Linked DNA regions of Mus musculus: region 2 is linked to region 1. The links are chromatin contacts, called in public promoter capture Hi-C maps. All regions are on one chromosome and are shown on one strand. Each heading gives the region's core, a stretch centred on a gene start, on an enhancer-like site or on the middle of the called end of the contact. The rest is flanking DNA. Distances are from core to core; before and after follow the strand shown.

Region 1 (7,487 bases), core at 1,601-4,100:
TATGTAGGCAAAATATACACATAAAACAAATCTAAAATATGTTCAGATTACAAAACATTTAGGCATAGTATTAGGTGCTGATAGCCCAGTGCTGGGGAGGCAGGGACAGGTCGATCCCTGGGTCTTTCTGGCCAGTCAGACCAGCCTATTTGGTTAGCTTCAGTCCAAATGAGAAAGCCTGTTCCATCTCAAGCAAACCAAGGAGCTACTGGCAGTTGAGACTTCCTAAGGGAGAGAGAAACACTCTTCTTTGAGGATATGGTCTGGCAGGGTTCCCGTGCTCCCGTGGATGCCCCACTCCCATGCTCAAAGAGGCATTAACTAGACTTATTCAGCTATATTTAAAAAGAAGGAGGAGGAGGAGACATTGAGCTGAGAGAGGACATATTGGGGGGATATGGAAGAGTTGGGGGAGAAAATATAATTATATGCGAATACATGTAATCATATTTCATTGCATACCTATAGGATATTTTTGAGAATAGTGAGCTTTTTTTTTTAATTTGACAACTCCTGAGGAGACTCCCTGCCTGAGGTTAACCTCTGCCTCAACACACATGTTCACATACATGCATCCTCATGCACACACACCCACATACAAAACAAATGAATAAATATTAAAGTTACAATGTTGCAATTTGAGGGTCTTCCTTCATTTTTCTCTAATAAGATGGTGTTCCAGAAGCTTCCATGCCTCGCTCATCAACTGCGTAACTTTGAACAAGTACAACAGAGACCTTCAGAGCCCTCACCTAATAATTACTGAAATATCAGATGGGAAAATCCACACCAAAAAATATTTTCAAGTTGGGTGGGTCCCTTTCCTTTGATGTATTTGTTGATTGCCATACTTTCCGTATAGGACATCCCTTGATACTAGAAACACTGGAAACAGTTGACAAGTGGCTTCCTGGGCCGGAAATGGTGACTCATTAGCATCTGGAGTGTCGAACTCTGCAGAACTACACCCATCCAGGACTAGAGAGAGTCTACCTCTGGTACAGGAACAAAAGAAATACCCTGGTTAGGAAAGTTCCTTGCCCAGATACCACTTTCCTTTACTGCCCAGGAACACATGCCACAGAAAGGCTCTGGGTGTGCCAACCAACAGTGCAAAGAGGGAACTGCCTTGAGCGTGAACCAGGACCTGTGTGTGGGCGGAGTCAACCTTACTTCCTACTGGGGAAACTCAAAGTGGGAGAAACTCAAAGTGGGAAAGCTGCGGGGGTCCACCCCCAATGTCTCATCCAGGATCTTGGCTTCCAGATAAAGGCAAGCAGTGCTTCAGAAATGACTTTTTTATCTGATAAAAGTAAAATTTCAGACTTCGAGCACAGTGTTTCTCAGGTGCTCCTGCCAGCCTATCCCGTAAGGAACCTTTATTCTCCAGTAAGTTAAGTCGCCCTTGGCATTAACTTCCGTGTGCGTTTCAAATTCTGTTATCTTGGCAGTTTTTGTTTTGTTTTGTTTTGTTTTACTTGAATGCAGCATTTTGTGTTAGCTTCTTTTGTGGTTTTGCGATTCAAAAAAAAAGAAAGGAAGGAAGGAAGGAAGGAAGGAAGGAAGGAAGGAAGGAAGAAAGAAAGAAAGAAAGAAAGAAAGAAAGAAAGAAAGAAAGAAAGAAAGAAAGAAAGAAAGAAAGAAGTTAAGAAAGAGAGGAAGGAAGAAAAGGAGAAATGAAGTCTGAGGTTTCTTCTTTTCCCTTGGACTTCTGCCAAGGTTTTCATGGGTTGATATATGCCTCACAGATCCTGCCAGAGGGAAATACCACACTCCTGAGGCTAACCTTCTACAGCACACACCCAAATGCACATTACTAAACTCTAACTAGAAACAGCAGGAAATTCCTATGCCTGGCAGAGACAATAGAGACCGCACAGCAACAGGGACACTGAGATGGGGACAGTGACCCACTTTTGTTTCCAAAGCCAGCGGCTATAGATACTTACAGCGAACCAACACCCAGGCACTACCGCTAAAGTTCTCCTCTGTTGACTCGGAACAAACTGGCATCAACAGAGCCACAAATGCAGCATGTGTGACCTCTCCCTGGGGACACCTCCTCCCACTGGTCCCTCCCAGGCGACAGACCCCACTACTCACCTCTTTGTTCCTGCGGGCTGCATCCAGGGAGACAGTACTGTCGCCTCTGTGTTCACCCTCCCCGCATTCCTGGCAGATACACTGCTGGTGCGTGTGGCAGAAGGAAACCAAAGGGCTGTGGTGGGCAGGGCAGGTGCGTAGATCCTGGTCCTTTGCGGGTTCGGTTAGCTGGTGGCTGTGCAGTTTGCTGTTCTCCTGGTGTGGCCGCAGGTGCTCCTCACAGTAGTTCACCATGCAGGTCAGACAGGATTTCACTGCCCTTACTCTGCTGGCCCCAAGACAGAAGTCACACAAGATCTGATCCTCTTCACCAGGAGCCCCGACCTCTGCGGGGTCATGACCCTGCTCCTGGGTTTCCTCACCTGACTTGCTGAGAGGGTCCGCATCTTCTTTTTCTGCTGGGATAGCTGACACAGGGTCTGGGCCGAGAGGGGCCAAAGGGTGAGCAGTGACCCCGGTCAGAGGCCCCGGGGCAATCAGATCCAATTCAGCCATCTGGTGGAGGCTCTGCGGACTAAGGACTAAGGCGTCCTTCCTCGCGGTCCCTTGGCTCAGGATCTGAGTAGCCCAAGTCAAACCAGAGAGCCACGCCTAGCAGATTGCAGCTGCCCTGAGACATTAACTGTTTCCTCCCTCCCGAGGAAGCTCAGTTACTCAGACAGGACGAGGCTCCTCCAGATTGGCTAGTAGCCAGCCACAGTGACAAGGCTCAGAACTGCCTTGCCACTTGGCTCCTGTGTCTGTTCCTTGGCTCAGGCTTCTCATTCTCATTCCTAGCCCAGCCCTGAAACTTCTATTCTTACGGGACTCATTCACGCACACCCCATAGGCTCTTCCGGAGACCACGTGTGCCTGTGGGACTGGAAAAAAGGGCAAGATTCCTGAGCTCTATTGTAAGCCTCTGCGGCTTTGAGCGGTCCCACAAGCCATATTTTGCGGTGGATCTCTCTCTCTCTCTCTCTCTCCTTCCTCCATCCCTCCCTCTCTCTCCCCTCCCCCTCCCCTTCTCTCTACTCCATATATTTTTAAAGGGGTCCAAAATGTAAGGACTTTGATAATAGGGCAGCTGCTAATCCTAAATGAGCCACCAGCTTGGTCCTACCACCACCACCACAAAACCTGACATACAGACAGACAGACAGACATAGTCAATCTAGCTTTATCTGCTTTTAATAACTTGCTTTTATCAGACTTTTGTTTTATTTTAGTCGTGTGTGTGTGTGTGTGTGTGTGTGTGTGTGTGTGACAGAGTTTGACATCTAGTGTCTTTCTTAATTGCTCTCCACCTCATTTCATGAGAGAGGACCTCACAGTGAACCTGGAACACGCTAGGTCACCTAGCGCAGCAGGCCAGCAAGTCAGAGGGATATTCTAGACTCTTGCCCCAGTGCTGGGGTTACAGATAAGCACCATTGCATGGCTGCAGGTGGCCATGCACACCTAGCAAGCACTTTACCCACTGAACCGTCCTCCTAGCTCCACTTCTGGTTGACTTTTAAAACTCACTCATGTGAGAAGCCACCCAGTGGACAGGGCCCTGGCCTTCCACTCTCTGCCATAAACCTCTAACATGTGGGCTTTGATGATAACAGTTGTCTGGCTTGCTTCTCCGAAACTTGATGGCCTTTTGTTGAAATTGACTCATCTGGACCTGAGCAGGTAACTAGTGGGTGACCTTTTGGCATCAGAAGACCAAAACTTCTGCCCTCAGAACATTCTAACACTGACCTGTCCTGAACATGCATCCCACGAAGAGCCATGAGGACCGATTATGGTCCTCTCAGCCACCCTTCCCTATCTCATAAATCCTCACCAGACCCCACCCTCCAGGAAGTGGATCTAACTGTGCTTCTCCCCTTCCATGCTCAGCTCAGCTGCCTTCAAATATGATTTTTCTCTTTTGCGAAACGCATGGTCTCTGTGTTTGCCACCCTGTGCAAGCATCCTGGTTCTGAAACCACAGAAATTGATGGATGTTTATAACCCTGACCCTCCAGTGTCCGCTTCTAGGGCATTCCAGGAGCTGGCTGAGAATGGGCACAGGAAGGGGCCATCGGGTAGAAGAGGGAAGGCACTGTCCCCTTCCACATACAGCTCTCTCCAGCCTTTCTAGGCCCCGTATCTTACTCTGTGATCTCCACGAAGAGACAGTTGCTAAACTAGCCCCACATCCAGCTAATAAAACTGTTCCTAAATGAGGTGCCCTCATTTTCTCAGGCTGTCCTTACAAAGTGCCACAGACTGACTGACTTTGATGACAGGAGTTAATTTCCCGACACCTCTGCAAGGGTGAGCTCCCACGCGTGGAGATGCCGTGGCCTTCTTCTGAGACCGCACTCCTTGGCTTGCCCTCCCGTCCTTCATGCCGTCTTCCCTGTGCTTGTCTGTGTCCTGATTGCTTCCTTTAGACATCAGTGAGGCTGAACTAGGGGACCATCCTACCTCATTTTTTTTCTTAATGACCTGTTCAAAGACCTACCTCCAAAAGCAGTCATGCTCTGAGGTAATGGGGGGTTATGACCTCAGTGTGTGAATTTGGAGGGTGAGGAGGGGGATGAAGCTCATGGCTAGAGGATGGGATGAGAAGCAAGTGGTTCCTGGGGGGAAAGAGCTCTTCCAGACGTGGCGTACCTCTGGACTTTAGGACTGAGATTAGTCTAATATGGCACCACCATGCATCTCTGTTTCCTTGGGGTAAACTAGACAGACCCGGGGATATTTCTTGGCAGAACTTGTCAAAAATCCAAGAAATCCACAGGCTTCTCAGAATCATAGTATACAAAAGGCTGCAAACTCATCCCAGATGCAGCCCTGCATTATTTAAAGACACTATGGAACACCCATGGCATGATTTCCTAGAGTGTTTAGCCAAGTTCCCCAAGTGTCCTTGTCCCTAAATGTCCCACCCTCTGAAGCTTTCCAAAAGTCAATTCCCAGAACCTTATTCATTTCATGGTTTTTATATCTCCAGACAAGAGAAAAAAAAAAGCCTGCCCAACCATCCCCAGTTCATTCTTAGACACTTCTTCAATACTAACAGATATTTCCACGAATGACCAAGACTTACCAGAAGATGAACTGGTTTTCCAACATGCCTCTCTGTCTCTGACCTCTCTCAGAATGAGGAAGAGAAGTGATTGCCCTGCCTGACCCATTCTACAGCCTCAAAGGTGGAAGAGAAAGAAGGGAGTCTGCTGTCTCCATTTGGTTCCCACTTGTCTCTCATTCTTTCTCTCACAGTTTTATTCCTACCCTTTCATCTTTCATTAAGGAATTATTTCCTGTCCCCACCCCCCTTCTATGACTAACACTTTAACATAGTACATGGGCATGACCGTCCCTCCACCAATGCCCAGAGTTAACAGACAACACCCAGTCATGACACTGTAGGAAACCTGATTCTGGGTCCTACCTTCACCTGTTATAGCATCTGTTTTCTCTAAACTTCATAACTGAGATACTGACCTAAGCCAAGGCTAGCAAACAGAGTTCTGAGTTGGTTCCTAGAGATTGTGCCTGAGCAACCTTGGGGTTAGGACAATGCTTTGCTTGTGTTATCTGATACGGACATAGAGTGGAAGACACTGGTCTCTCTATAGACCCATCACAGGAGCCATCAAAATGTCTGAATCCTCTTTATCATTAAGCAGGGTCTTTGGGAGGTATCTGCTAGGCCCAAGCTCTGACCCCACTACCAGGGTCTGGAACGCAACTGTCCAAGCCTTAGATGCCCTTCAATACCTCAAAACCAGAAGTTTGAAGAAATAAAGTCGTGGACTCTCTTATACCCTAATTTCTAATTTTCTATGTCCTGCAATGACTGCCCCTTCCTTTCCATGAAGACACGGGATATCGCAACCATTTTAGTCAGTCTGTTAGTTTCTTTTGCCTCCTTACACAGTAACTGCAACTTAAATGTCCCCTAATATCTCTGTCTCCATCCCCAGTTCTCAGCTGACCCTATCCCCTTTCACATCTAATTATCAAATCATAGGTAAGACAGGAGCCCTCTTTCCCCACAGCAACACCCAGATGCCGCCACCACCACCACCCTCGCCTTCTCACAAGTATTGCTTATATTAGTCTAATTTTATTGCTATAAAAATAAAACACCCAAGGCTGGATACTTTATAAAGAAAGGGCCATTGTTTATCTCACATTTCGAAGGCTGAAAGCCAAAGATCAAGCAATCTCATCTGTTTGGCTTCTGGCCAAAGTCCTTTTAACTGTATTACCGCATAACAAAGCCATATACAGAAAAAGCCAAGCACATGGTAACAGTCTTTCTGTATAACAATCCATTAGTCCATTTCTGCAAAAACTAATCAGGATCCCAAGAGAACTACATCAATCCTTCTGAGGGCAGCTCCTTCTAAAACCAAATCACGTTCCAGTGAACTCGACCTCTGAGAGTCTACTGTCTCCCAGTAGCACACATAGAAGGTAAAGTGTTTGGCACACAAATCTTTAGGGGATACACTCACAAAAGCCACAGCACTGCCTCCAGGGCCACCTTCTCTTCCTCCCGCCCCATCTTCTGCCAGATTCCCAGTCCCTTCCCCAAATGAAGGAAGATTTAAGCCTCCCTTTCCACCCCAACACTCTCTCTGTTCTCAGAAATTCTCTCTGAGTGCTTCTTACCAACTTTGGTTACACCTCGGTTTCTTTTCATTTTACATTGCTGCAAGAGTACACATAACACAAGACACAAACAATAAATCGTATCATCTCAACCATTTTCAGTGCATGCTTCAATAGCATTGGACAATATGCATCATCTAACCCTGGAGCATTTCATCTTGCACAACTGACTCGCTGCACTCAATAACCAGTAATTCCCTGTTGCTTCTCCCGCCAGGCCTGAAACTACCATTCTACTTTCTATTCCTGCACACTCAATTATTACAGGTACAGGTATAGGTGTTCATCTTTTTGTGATTAGTTACTTCCACTTGGTGTAATATGGTTAGAGTTCATCCGTGTCACAGATTCCCTTCCTCACACCTGATTTCCCATTCACTATAAATACTTCCCTCAAGACTTATGAGCTGATAATCCTATTCTCTAGCCACATCTACAGACCACTTTGCCTCATAGGGGAAGGTCTCCTTGGCTTCACCTGAACCCCAAACTCTCTACCTTTTGTAAAATGAAGTGTCTCTCTCATCTAATCAAAGCCACTATAATTTTACACAATTCATAAGAAGAACCTGTCACCAGGAAGGTCAGGACCTGGTGTGGTTTACCATCCTTTCCCAGAATTCAAAGCAATTTCCTGCCCCAGAACTGTGATGACTCACACAACACACACAGCCAATAGCTGGTAGGTAGGTGATCACACACAGCCAATAGCTGGTAGGTAGGTGGTCACACACAGCCAATAG
Region 2 (7,511 bases), core at 4,914-7,413, 1.3 Mb before region 1:
AAGGAGGTGAAGATCCATCCTAGATTGGAACCTGAACTTGGCAGTGCTTGGTTTTGAAAACAAGAAAGATAAAGGATTGAGGGCATCACATATTCTTTCTCTGGAGTTTTGGAGAGCCACTGAGTCCAGGTAAGAGTGACAGGCTGCAGTTCCTACAAGGCCCAGGAAGAGCATTGTGTGAAGCTGTTAAGAGAAAAAACTGGGGGGCAATAGCAGTGATATTTTGGAGATGCCAGAGCCATGAGACATCTACCAGGGGAAGCTGCATATAAGGAATGGAACCAGAAGAATGAGCAAAGCTGGAGGAAGAGAGTCATCTAAGCCCCTTGAAACTCAAGATCCAGACCTGGACAGGGAGCTACAGGATTTGGTGTTTGCCTTGTTGGGTGTTGGTCTTGCTTTGGACCAATCTTTTATTCAGTGCCATTATATGTCAAAAATATGTAATTTGCTTTTTTTTTTTTCCTTCCTAGGGAATCACAGAAAAGAGATGGCCTTGAGGCTCAAAAGAATTTGGAACTTTTCAACAGTGTTGAGACTGTAATGACCAGGAACTTAGAAAGTTAGCTACGTGCATTTTGTATTGTAAGATGACCTCAAGCTTATGTGGCCAAATATGGTTTGAATGAAAAGTGTTCCCCACAGGCTCCTGTATTTGAATACTTGGTCCCCAGTTAGTGATGTTGTTTGGGGAGATATGAAACTGTTAGGAGGTAGAGCCTTACTGGGAGAAATGGCACTGGCCATGGAGCTACTTTTGAGAGCTTATAACCTCCCCACATTTCTTACTATTACTTTTTGCATCCTCTGCCCAGTTGAGATGAGCTCTCAACATCCTGTTTCTGTTGCCCAGCCTTCCCTTCCATGATTCCTCTATCCCTATGGAACCTGATGTGCTTTGCCCTTCTGGAACCGTAAGCTAAATAAATTCTTCCTCTTAAATTGCTTTTGGTAATGATATTTTATCATAGTAACAGAAACATAACTAACACAATGAGCTCTTATTTTCATATATAGTTTCTGTGACTTTCAGAAAACTGCAATAATTTTTGAAGCTGAATTGCCAGGTCCACAATCAGAGCTTTTATTTTAAGAGCTTTTAGGTAGAAATTGAGTATTCTTGCAAAGGTCCAGATATTGACTAAGTATTAACAATGTAAATTAAAGTTGTAAACTCAGCATTAGTATCCTGTCCTATACATATACAAAACTGGGTCAAAGGAAATTGAATACAAGTGAAAAAACTTAAAAAAAAATCAAGCAAAATTTTAAGGCATTGGTTTGATGAAATAAAAAAAACCTCTAGAGTAGAATGAAGAAAAAATCTAGATAATAGAGACTGTATAATACATAAAATACGGGACATGCAGCAGAATTGAAAACATGTACATTGGTATCAGACAGGCTTAAATTCTAGTTGTGGCTTTTTTTTTTTTTATAAAGTGAATTTGAAAAAAAATGGGTGACTCATCTGAAATGTCGATACAATGTATCTATCAAAAGTTCTTGAGAAAAAGAAACAAGACCAACATGAGCAAGTGTTATGTAGCAGCACAGTGGGTGCTAAAGGACACTGTTTTGCAAATATGGGACACACTGTCTTAACAAATAGACCTGGTATGGCAGATGGCTCAGCTGGTCAAATGCATATCTGCAAGCCTGAGAAGCTGATCTCAACTCCTGGAGTGAACCCATGGGAGGAGGAGAGGACCAACTCCTGAAAGTTGTCCTCTGATCCTCATACACATGTCATGGCTCACAGGAGGGGGCCACGCACACACACACACACACACACACACACACACACACACATCCCAAATTAAAAGAATACAATAAAAACAAAGTAAATTTTGTTTCTTGTTGGTCTAAAGGTTAAAGGTATAAATGCAGAGGAAAAAGAGGCTCACTGACAAGAAGTTGTAGCTGGTTCCAGAAAAGATATAAGAAGGTCCACACATTCTTAGTCATTTATTAAAGATTACTGTCCTGGAAGTCACCTAACTGGGATTTTGCCTGCTAAACTGTCTTCCCCACATCTTGTACTTTGAACTTGTATAGTATTTAATACTGATGGTTCACTTATGAGAATACATAACCATTTCCCCATAGTTAAACAACAACAACAACACCCATCACCACCACCACCACAACCAAAAACCCTCAGTCTTTAACAGGGTTCGTAAGGTTATTATTTTTCTCAAGCATAGGTTGTTTTTTTTTATTTATGCTTTTTTTTCCTATGCTCAGAACATTTTACCATCACTAGGCTCCAATACTGTGAAAAGGGCCAAGTGAGGAGAGGGATGCCTTCCTGATGTGGTAAACCAGACATTCTGACATCACCAAAGGAGGTGGGTGCACAGTAAATAAGAAACATGAAACAAAGCTGTACAAAATGCCCTTTTATTTTTATTTTTAGTGTTACTTAAAGCCTTACAGGTTTATTTTATTTTAGAAATGGTTAACACCTCAACCCCATGGTGCATACCTGCATTTCTAGTATTCAGAGGGCCCAGGCAGGAGAAACACCAGTTTAAAAAAAGTCGTAGGCTACATACTGAGGTCATCTGAAAAAAAAAACAAAAGTTCAAACCCAAACCTCATCCTATTTGACTTTGTCTTTTTAAATTGGGCACAGCATCCGTCTTGGAGAGCTGCCCCAAGCTCAGTTGACTCTGTCTCATGTATCTGCAGCAAGCTTTAATGCAGGTTGTTCAGCCCCCTAGGCCATTCACTAAATACATCAGCCAGGATACAAGAAACTGGGGTTTATTTGTTCTTCCGGCTTGTTCTAGCTTCAGGATGGCTGTCTCAGCGCCAGGGTTCATTCCCAACCCTGCTTCCTGAAAATAAAACAGGCAAGGCAGAAAGACCTCCCTTCACATGCTCAGTAAACAACAGCAACAAAAATGTCTCCAGAACTTAAGCAACAGGTTCTTCTTTTTCTTCTCTTGTCTGGGCAACACAGCCATCCTACGTCACTGTCCAAAAACTCTGGAAAACGAAGTGAGAGATGAGGGTGGATGACATTATGGTATTTTAAAGCAACTCTGATTCCTCTTTGGTATTGGGAATTCTTTATCCCTCGCTATAATCAGTGTCTATTTATTACAAAGGTGGCAAAGAGAGCTTACCCAGTGCACTTTCCTGCCACTCTCCCATTCTAAATAATTGTAACCTTCACTTTTAGTATCCCAAGACTCATGGGTGGAGCTGAGCCCTGGAAAGTAAGGATGGGAAAGGGTGCTGGCAGACTATAATTGAGGTGCCTATCTGGAATGATCTCAGAGAATGATCCCACTCTGATGTGATCAGTCACCTTAGAGGAACAAGGGGGAACTCTGAGGAGCTGAGCTGGGTGGTCAAGTTCCCATGAGGCTGTAAATTCCAATCATTTAAGAGTAGAGCATCTACTCTAAGAATTCCCATCAGTAATTTACAAAGCTGCCATGCATGCCAAACTGTGCCTAGAGCTGGGGATGGGCCAACCACATTGTTACAGGTGCTCAGCATGGCTCTGCCCATGAGGGCCACAATGTAGCAAGAGTGGCAGAAGGAGAAGGGGCTAGTTTCTCTTCCTCCCTGCTTCCCATCTGCTGGAAGCACAGTTTAAAGATGTTACTCCCTAGCAGTAGTTGAGTCCTCTTGAAGTTTTCTCATCATGCAAAGAATCAGCATGGGGCTGGAGGTAGAGCTTAGAAGTGCCTGCTTCATTTAAACCCTCAGTAGCAAGGAACAAAGGAAGGACCCCAACTCACGACCATTAAAATATTTCTTTTTATTTATCCCTATTGTAAGTAAGATTTTTTTTTTCCCAGAGAGGAAGTATGCTGATGCCAAGGAATACGAAGCAGAGGCTGGGGAACTTGTAATCAGTGAGAAGCTGGCATGATGAATAATGAAAACTGAGGGAGTCTGTGGTGGTTTGAAAAAAAAAAAAAAAAAGACCCACATAGGCCCATAGGGAATGGTCCTATTAGGAGGTGTGGCCTTGTTGGAGGAAGTGTGTCACTAAGGGGTGGGCTTTCAGGTCTCAGGTGCTCAAGCCAGGCCCAGTCTTTTCCTGCTGCCTTCACATGCTGATGTAGAACTCTCGGCTCTCCAGCACCATGCCTGCCTGAATGGCACTATGCTTCCCTCCATGATGATATGAACTAAACCTCTGAACTGTATGTCAGCCACCCTCCGTTAAATGCTTTCCCTTGTAAGTGTTGCTGTGGTCGTGGTACTTCTTCACAGCAAGGGAACCTCTAACTAAGACAGAGTTGGACAGTCTTTAGACAATTTCTATGAAAATAACACCTATTATCTCCATAATGTATTCATGTATGAAATATATGAAGATACTTATATACAACTATCTTCATAAAATTTTACATCTACAAAATTGGTATCAACTGTCTACACTAAGGTTTTAAGTATATTGAAAGTTGTATAACCACCCCACAATCAATTTAGGACTATTTTCATTTTCTCTCTATCTAAATGAGCCCTGTACCCACCAGCGACATTCCTCTTTTCTCTCTACTCCTCCCACTAGCACCAGGTAATTACTTACCTACTGCCTCTCTTTAATGACTTAAGAATTCTGGAATTTTCATACACATGGAAACTATCTAATACATGGCCTTTTGTGATTGATTTCTTCAACTTAGTATTGTTTTCATGGTTGTAGTATGTATTTGCACTTTATTTTCATTTCATGGCAAATAGGCCAGTATGTGGATATGTCACAGAATATCAGTTGATGTATAACTTGAGTTATATCCACTTTGGGATATTATGAGTGAATGAATGCTGTCATTTGTCTTGGGAATATACCTGGGAAAGGCACAGCTGGGTCAGGAGGTAGCGCTGTGTTTAACTTATTGAGGAACACCTAAACTGCTTTTCCAAAGTGGCTACAATATTTTATATTCCTATAAACAATGTATCAGGATTCCTACTTCTTCACTAACTTGTTAACTCCTGCTATTGATTAATTTTGTTTATAGCCATCTTATAGGTGTACAGTCCTATCACTTTTTGGTTTTATAACACAAATTTTAAGAGACAACTATAAAGAGATAGGAAGTACAGTAGACTGCTATACAATCTACAGTTTGAATCACGCAATCTCTCTAGCCCTCAGGTTCCATACCATGTAACCATTGAGTTAGGTATCTGAGATCTAGTTTGTAAAGGGCTAACTTATTTATGATGATCAGAGTTCCAGGAACAGTGGGTCTAATTAACCAAGATAGCTGTAAAGCAGAAGGCCTCCCCTAAGCAGCACTCACTGTTGGTGTGATTAGATCCCAAATTGTGCTTTTCATTTGTTGATTTAAGGTTTGTACTTTGTAATATTTCACTTAACACAGCATTTCAAAGTGCTCGAAAAACAGTGGATTGAACAGTTGTTAACTTTTCAGTTATTCACCAGAAATCCATCCTCTTCTTCCTTAGTCTAAGATTAATTTGATGGGGACAACCATTATCCTAGGTCCACAGTGATGAACTGTGATGGGCCTCAGAAAATCCCATTCTCTGCTCTGTCTTCCTGGTAAACTGGAAAACTCTCACAGTTCCTTCTACTGAGCAGCAAGTTGGCTCTTCAAAGCCTTTCTTTAGCCTACTTCACAGAAATGCTAACCTCATTCCATAGCGCTTTCTACCTTATCCCTATCGGGATGACGCTCACCATGACCAGTTCTTGCTGCAGAGACACAGTGCGTGCTCTTACACAAACTCCTGTCTCAGTGGCCCCTGATCAGCACCTGAGGTGAACCACAGAGATCTCACCTCATCGCTGAAAGCAAACACAAACTGCCCTTGTAAGTCATGTTTTGCTCTTTTAATGAGTTTCTTTCTTCCTCGTTTTTTTACTTACCAAACTCCACGAGAAGCCAACAGCCTGCGCAAGATCAGCCTGGGTGACAACTGAGGAGGCATTCAATTCTTTCAAGCTCAGGGGACTGCCGGGCCGGGCCGGACTCCAGAGCCCTAACCCCGCCACGACTCGCCTTCCGCCCGCGGGCTCCGACGATCTGTCCCTCCCGGGCAGAGAGCTCACCTAGTCTACATCTGGAGCGTCTGAGGGGAAAGCGAAAGCTCTACCATCCGATCTTTATAAGCTCCGCTAGCCTAGCTTTCAGAGAGCGCTGGGAGCCGGAAGTGACAAGAGGAAGTCCCGCCTCACTCAGAGGGCGGGCTAGCAAGATGGCGGCGCCCAGGAGCCGGTGAGGTGAGAGGCGTCCTGGGGTCCTGGGGACTGCTGCACCAGTACGTTATGGCCGCGTCCCCGCACACCATTTCCTCGCGCCTCCTCACAGGTATTGTACCCGGTTGGGAATGATCGTGGACGAATTGTTTTCTTTTTTGCCATGTGCGGTACCGTGTTGCCGGCCGCCTGCAACCTTGGAAGCCCTTGGCTTGTCACTTGGCAGGGAGGTGACCTTTAGGGTCACCTGAAGGGACGAGGCCAAGTATTGTGGACCAGCTTTGCACCGTAGGCCAGGTGGTCCCTAAGGCTTGATATCCCGTGCTCTTTGGAGTTTCAGACAGTGCAAGATGGAGGGACAGGATAAACCATGGGGCTCCACAAGCCTGGCACATGAGAGCCGCGGTTCCTGGCCACCGCCTTTTAATGACAAGAAGCGCACCTCCCCCCCCCCCCCCCCCCCGTTAAGGAGCTGTCTTCCAGCTTAAAGTGTTACCTTAATCACCATGATAATGATAACTGCCAACTGAATCCCATTGAGCCAGCGCTGTACCATCAGTATGGCTCCTTCCATCAGAAGGACTTTTGACAGATGTGTGTTTATCACAAACTCTTGAAAAGCTCCTATATTTTACCTTTTCAGGGAGGCCAACCTTAGCACTCTAACTAAAATAGGAGTCTTTATCCTTCTTTTCTTATATCATATTAATTTATCATGAATAACACACGGTGTAATTGTTCACACCTGCAGTACAGATGTGCAACAATTTAGTGTGTTCCTCCCAGTAAGAGAAACACTTTGTGAAAGTAAAGATAGTCTGTCTCCCTGGTTCACCACTGTATCCCTCATGCCCAGAGCAATGCCTATGTGCATTGGTGATGCTCAGTCATTTGTGAATGAATGAGATTGTGCTGGTAGAAATTTTAAAGAGGAGGTTGGTTTTGTGACTAGTATCCATGGATGGTGGCAAAGTGATCTATAGTACAGACAAGATAGTGGAAGCCATTGTGTACCTTCTCACAGCCCAGAACCATCCTGTAGGCCTCCCTGTCACTTACACACTGCCCACTGTGTCTGGCTGACTGTGGTGATCACTGTGCTTCTGTAGAGCTCTTTTCTCCCGTGCGTTTGTATGATCCCAGTGCAGATCATTTGACTTTCTTTAATGAAACATTTACGCGTCTATAATAAGGTAACTGAGCTAGGTGATCTCAAAGGTACCTTCTGGCTCATAAACCAGGGCAGGAAGTGGAAGGGTGGGTAGAAGAGACAAAGTTGGGCAGTACTTGGTAATTGTCAAAGCTGTGCGTT

The links. Promoter capture Hi-C pulls out the DNA fragments that hold promoters and counts their contacts.
Region 2: a contact with region 1 is called in a promoter capture Hi-C map of hippocampal neurons, with 2.0 times the contacts expected there. The contact joins the promoter of 2810001G20Rik here to the promoter of Trim16 in region 1. A contact is called at or near these places in 2 of 39 promoter capture datasets (hippocampal neurons and pre-B cells) and 1 of 115 datasets of contacts at active chromatin or transcription factors (large pre-B cells).

What each region holds. Positions count from the first base shown.
Region 1 is chr11:62,815,616-62,823,102 of GRCm38.p6, reverse strand. It overlaps Trim16 (tripartite motif-containing 16), which reads right to left and starts at 2,850. Exons shown (of 6, transcript NM_053169.2): 1 at 2,104-2,850. The coding sequence starts at 2,598.
Region 2 is chr11:64,078,136-64,085,646 of GRCm38.p6, reverse strand. 2810001G20Rik (RIKEN cDNA 2810001G20 gene) reads right to left here and starts at 6,163. Exons shown (of 2, transcript NR_033780.1): 1 at 5,870-6,163; 2 at 2,388-2,994. Cox10 (heme A:farnesyltransferase cytochrome c oxidase assembly factor 10) reads left to right here and starts at 6,175. Exons shown (of 7, transcript NM_178379.3): 1 at 6,175-6,311. The coding sequence starts at 6,269.